Regions from separate parts of the Canis lupus genome. Here region 1 is linked to region 2. The links are chromatin contacts, called in public Hi-C maps. All regions are on one chromosome and are shown on one strand. The core of a region is the stretch at or near the end of the contact, and the rest is flanking DNA. Distances in the headings are between cores, read along the strand shown. Region 1 holds the start of ZAR1L (ZAR1-like protein). Region 2 holds the start of RFXAP (regulatory factor X-associated protein).

Evidence for each region. Hi-C and Micro-C count contacts between places; a contact is called where the count stands out from the background.
Region 1: a Hi-C map of amygdala shows a contact between it and region 2, with 20 times the contacts expected there. The contact joins the promoter of ZAR1L here to the promoter of RFXAP in region 2. A contact is called at or near these places in 2 of 9 Hi-C or Micro-C datasets (amygdala and blood).

What each region holds. Positions count from the first base shown.
Region 1 is chr25:7,850,010-7,853,020 of UU_Cfam_GSD_1.0, reverse strand. ZAR1L (ZAR1-like protein) reads right to left here and starts at 1,722. Exons shown (of 4, transcript XM_038573332.1): 1 at 572-1,722; 2 at 1-54. The coding sequence starts at 1,237.
Region 2 is chr25:3,934,138-3,937,352 of UU_Cfam_GSD_1.0, reverse strand. RFXAP (regulatory factor X-associated protein) reads left to right here and starts at 1,457. Exons shown (of 3, transcript XM_038573224.1): 1 at 1,457-2,006. The coding sequence starts at 1,524.

The DNA.
Region 1 (3,011 bases), core at 473-2,972, 3.9 Mb before region 2:
CCATCTGGTCTTACAATCTTTACAATGAAAATAGCCATATTTTGCTTCCAAAAACTGCAAATAAAGGGGTAAAGTCTTTTACAATCATGGGGGGGGGGGTGAAGCCAGATTGTCTTTCCTCCTGGCTTCATATAAAGAAACAAAAAGTATCCCTTAACCCCATTCATAGTTATTATCAAGGCAACCATGATAATTTAGCAGCTCATTTCTCGGAAACAAGAATCCCAGAATAATCCTTGTCTCTCGTACTTTTCTCATGTTCTTTCAACTGCCACCAGCACAATCTCCCCGAACAAAAATCTGATCACATACTTGAGTTGAAACCCCACCTATCTCATTTCCAATAGTAATGGCCATGAGACTTTCTGTTTTCACATGTTTAAAGTTGTCCCCCTATTTGACCAAAAAGTTACAAAACCTATAGGCCACGTAAAACACATTTCCAGAACTACCTCTCCATCAAGTAAAAGGAGAAAGTGAAAGACGATTTTGCTCTGTTGGCCCAGAAATGGAAAAGAGAAAGGTGGGATGAGGCTAGCTGAGACCTGAGGACAGGTAGGAGAAAGTTCACCTGGAAAGTGGGTTTCCTGAGCAGATCTGCTCCACCAACTCCCTGTGCCTGCTTACTCTTCTCTTTCCGAGGACTTGAGGCGTCTTCCTCCTCCAACTCATTGTGCTGGTGAGGCTCCTCCTGCTTGTCTTCTTCTGACCTTGGCATTGGTGGTGGCTGCTGCTGCTGCTGCTCACTGGCCTCAGTGGGATGCAAAAGAGCCTTCCTCTCTTGGTCTTCCCCTTCCCTCTGCAGCTGAATCAAGCTCCTGTGGCCCATGACTGGTGAATAGACTCCCCAGGCTGTCAGGGGTGCCTTGTGGCCTGCACTGCCCCAAGGGGAGCGGCTGCACAGGGTGCGAGGCCCCAGCGAGCACTGCACAGACTTGTCTACCCGTGGGCTCACTTGCACACCCACTTCCCTGGTGTTGGCCCTATAAAGCTGCAAGCTCAGACTGGGGTTCATCTGAGAGAGAATGGCCTTAAGCTGTGCCCTCTTGTAAGGGTCCATGCAGTAGTGAGAGGCATTGGCAGGCACCAGCAACCCAGGCCTGGCCAGGAAATTGGGGGGACCAGTATTTCGCCTCCAGTCAGGCTGTTCGTGTTCAGAGAGTCCAGGATGACCCAAAGGCACTGTATTCCCATAGCCCTGGTACAAGCCATAGGGAACACGGACAAGACGCTCCATCTGCTCACCTGGTGCCCAGGCGCAGCACAATATTCCTGGGCGGTTTCTGTCTCCTAGTTTTGCCTTCCACCTTCATCCACCCCTTCTTTTTCCTGATCAAGTTAGTACAGGTTCATTCCAAGCTTCTCCCTTTATTTCAGATTCCAATGGGAGCTGCTGCCTATTACCCTAATTAAAGGAGGACAGGAGATCTACCTATCTAGAGGTCTAATTTCCACCTGATTCCTAATTGCTCTTCCCTACCTCTCCAATACACTCTTCCTGAATCTTTTTCAAAGCTGTTTTTTATTTCTGACTTCTTATTCACACACATGCTTTCATCAGCAAGTCACCCGTGTATCCTATAATAACTATTTTAGAGATCTTGTTTTAAAGCATATAGTAAATCAAATACAAGTAGTAAGTTATTGAAGCAGCAAAGTAGAAGAGTATATTACGGCAGAGCTAATGAATACAAAGACCCTAGAGCCACAGAAGCAAGGAGAATAGTGTTATGGGCGGGGGGGGGGGGGGGGGGGGGGGGGTGTAGGGGTGTATATAGTGCGAGAAAATGTATTTCAGAGGGTCTTACTGCATGCCAACAGTTCTCATTAACTCACTCCTAGTGAGGACCCATTTCCAAAAAGGTGAAAAAAGCAAGTTGTTTTAATTTACAGGGTAAATGGAAACTGAAACACGGGCTATGTATCTGAAATCAAAGGGAATTGAATGGAAACCTGAGCCTTGTCACTAGGCAAGTTACTTAACCAGATGATTTGGTTTCCCCATCTGACAATACTAACCAATTTACAGGATTTTTTAAATAAGATTTAATGTGATACTACTACATAGCACAAAACAGAATAAATCATGAATGTTCAGTAAGCGGGAACCACCACAGGCTTCAGTGTCTGTGTCGGGAAGGCTCCCTGCTGCAGCTAAAGACTACGATCCAACTAAAGCGCCGCCTATGTAGCCAGCTAGAGGCCACCCTTTTTCTAATCCAAGGCTGTTTCGCTGTTTACTGCTCCAGAGCTTCCCGGAAGCACCAAGGCCTAGGGGTAGCTCAGTCCACACCAGCTGAAAGTTTTCTAGGTTATACAACAAACCTGAATTAAGCTTCGTGCTAATGCCACAGACCCTTCTCCCAGGGCGACTTGGAGAGAAGACAGGCAGAGCCAGGTGACTGGCCCCCCGAGAATGTAAAGGACGCTGCGGGAGCCCGCGGAAGGTGCAGCGCCTAACACTGCAGGAGCGGGTTAAAGTGGTTCCACAGGTTTTCAAGGGGGCAAGCCGGCTTCGAGGGCTCGGAAACCGGCCACCCAGGAGCAGCCCACGGACTAACTGACGCCCGCTGGTCCAGGTCGCATCCCGATCCAGCCACCGGGGCAGTCGGCCACAACCACGTTGACACTGGCGGGCGGACGCCCGCTCTACGGGCAGAGTAAAGGTCTGTCAAAGACCCCGGGTCAGGCCGCCCGCGGCCACCCAAACGCGAGGTGGAGTAGAGAGAATGGGGAGGAGGCGGGGAGTATACACGGGGCGCGGTGACCCCCAGCAGCGCCGCGTCGAGCTGCGAAGGGCTCAGGGAGAGGAGAGCGAGCACCCCGACTCCCTCTTCACACGGTTCCAGGCCGACCGCCCAGCAGCCGAACGAGGACTCGGCTTTCGCCACACGGACGCGCCCGCCGCCCGCCGCCCGCTCCCCGCCCCCTGCCCCCTGCCCAGAACCCGACTTCCGGGAGGCGCGCACGCTGCGTGTCGCGTCATGCGTCACTGCGTGTCGCGTCGGCGG
Region 2 (3,215 bases), core at 208-2,707:
AAAAGTGATGAGTTTTGAGATTTTAAGCTTTTAAAAATAATTTGTTTATGTAATTTAATTTTTAATAATGACAGTGTTTAACTTCCGGCTCATTAAATTCCTGATATTTTAACAACTGGTTCTCATCGATTTGGTCTAGCACACCACTGCCTGACCCTGTCACCACTGAGAAAGCCAAAGCTCAGAGGCTGTCACTAACTAGACCTGGTCACACAGGGCAGTGCCACCCAGGTCTGTCTAAGGCCACACTTTCTTCTACCCGCCGTACCTCTCTTGGAAATGCAGCTGCTGATCTACTCACACATCAGCATCTAAACGCCTTAATGTGCGCGCACTTATCATTGGTTGGATAGTCATCGCTTTCCTTGGCAAAAGGTGGAGTGCAAAACCCGACGAGGCAAGGAGCAAGGGATAAATGGAAGGAGCACAACCCCTTGACAGTTTCGTTCAAGACCTGTCAGGATCATTTCCCCCCCGTGAGATTTGGCTAATTTAAGATTTAGCAACCAGCAAGTGGGCAACAACTGGCAAAAATGACAGATCATTTACTGTTCTCTTTTTTAACATTTGTCATCCACGGTTGCCTTTCACGCATTTTCACTGCTATGAATGAAAACGTCATTAAAAGACCTACCCTAGCAGTCATAGCAAATGACAGTAAATGTCAAGAGAAAAAACAAATTTATCAGGAACAAATCATGTCGGATCTCAACACAAATTGAACTTGGGCCCCAAGTGTCCTTCTCCGCTATCCGATTTTCAAACGGGCCGCCTCTGCCGTCCTGGACTGATGCCCCGAGCCCCGGGTTGGGACACCGCCCACCACACCCCAGCTTCGCATTCCCCGACTCCAGGCAGCGTGGGGCGAACGATGGTCAGTAGCGTCCGAACGCCACAGACATGAAATCGCTCAGGAACAAACTCTGCACCGTGGAGTTCCAGCTCACAAGTGTTCTGAAACTTTTTAAACACAATAGGTTGCAGCAAAAAAGCGCCGTCTTACCGGGCGCCCAGGAGCTTCGCGTCCACACACAGCGGGCAGCGCGGCCGCTGCGGCGCCGACCAACCCGCCGCCGCCGCCGCCAGCGCCGCGCTTGCGCAGTCAGTTCCTGCGCGGGGGACTGAGCCCCGCCCGTCAGAGACGCCGCGTTCCCAGAAAGGTCCCTGGCGTGGGAACGCTCCCGCGCAGGCGCAGGCCCAGGCCCAGGCGCAGGCGCAGGCGCAGTCGGGGCTGCCCGCGGAGCCGACCTGTTTCCCGCCGGCTTGCGCGGACTCTGGGGTGCGGAGAGCCGTTGGGCCCTGCGGGTGCTGAGGGGCTGGGGTCGTGGACCCCGCAAGGTGTCAGCAGCACGGAGGTGCAGGGTGTCGTCGACGGTGCGGGGCCGGGCGCAGCCTGCGGCGCGCTCCGCCCCGGGGCCCCCACCCCCGCCCCCGCCCCCGCCCCCGCCCCCGCCCCTGCTCCGGGCCAGGCCCTGGCTCCGGCCCCTGTCCCGGCCGCCGCCTCGCAGTTCGCCCTCCTGGTGATGCACCCCTGCGGCGGGCAGGACGACTCCGCGGCCGAGGGCGTCCCGAGGCGGGCTCCGGCCCTGGGGGACGGCGCCGGGGCGGGCAAGCCCATTCGGTACCTGTGCGAGGTGGCGGGGGCCGGCGAGGAGGAGGCGGGGGACGACGAGGCCGACCTGCTGGACGCTTCTGACGCCCCGGGGGGAGGCGAGAGCACGGCTAGTTTGGAGGACCTGGAGGACGAGGAGACCCACTCCGGGGGCGAGGGTGGCAGCGGCGGAGCCCGGCGACGGGGCGGCGGCGGGGGCAGCACGAGCAAGACCTGCACCTTCGAGGGTTGCAGCGAGACCACGAGCCAGGTGGCCAAGCAGCGCAAGCCTTGGATGTGCAAGAAACACCGCAACAAGATGTACAAGGACAAGTACAAAAAGAAGAAAAGTGACCAGGCCCTGAACTGCAGTGGGGCCGCCCAGGCCGGCAGCACAGGAAACGTCAGACTGGAGGTATCAGACCTTAGCCGGGGCCTTGGGCTTGGGGGAGTGGGAGGTGGTTAGAAGAAACTCCACTCTTAGCCGCCGCCCCAGATGGGCCGGGTTGCTGTAGCTGGACTTGTGGCTGAGAGTGAGTGAGTACTTGTCCTAAATTAAAGTTTATACAGACATGTGCAAAAGCCTTAGCAGTTCTGTTGCATCCTTGTGATAGATGAATAGATGTCCGCGGAAATGATGTGACACATCAGCAGCTCCGGCATTTCAAACATCTGGGATATGGGCTGGAAGGACAGATAGTAAGTGATTGATCTGGTTCATCGTTAAAGGAGCAAAGAGACAGGAACCTCGATGAAATCGTACTTTGGAGAAGGTGATCTTTTTCTGATTTCATTACCCTATTCACAGCATCCTGTTGTCAGTATCCCTATTCTTAAGCAAGCTGTTCTAGTACCCCTGTGCTTGGTATTCTGTTCTTGGTGTCCTGTTCTCAGTTAATCTTATTCTTTGTACTGTGTTCTCAGTAAATCTGGTCTCGGTAGCCTTATACTTAATAGACGTGTTCTCAGTACTCCCATGCTTAGTACCCTGTACTTTATACCTTGTTCTCAGTATCCTTGTTCTTAGTACCCTATTCTCACCTTTTTTTAAAGGTAATAATTACAGAATTTTTATTTCTTTTAAGTTTTTTTTTTAAGATTTTATTTATTTATTCCCGAGAGACAGAGAGAGGGACAGAGAGAGAGAGAGAGAGAGGCAGAGAGAGAAACAGCCTCCATGCAGGGAGCACAATGTGGGATTCGATTCCGGGACTCCAGGATCAGGCCCTGAACTAAAGGCAGACACTCAACCACTGAGCCACCCAGGTCGTCTCTGTCCCTTACTAGATCTTTTCTTAGTGCTCTTAGAAAAGAAAATGGAATAATAATAATGAGGTGTAAATCTCAGAAAGATTTTTGGAGTGTTTGATTTGAACTGTGTTGAAGGTTAAAGCCAATGCTTTACAAAGCATTGCTTTTTTTTTTTTTTTTGTTTACATGCGTTTATTTTATTCTATTCACATTGTACAATTGTTATACAACCTACAAAAAGTACAAAAACCTAATCCATTTTCCAATGCCAAGTCAGAGCAAAGTTACAAGGAGAATTTGGGTGTCCTGCACAATTCATACTGCCTGTCACATGATGTATTTAAAGCTGTAAGTATTGCCACAGGAGAATCTC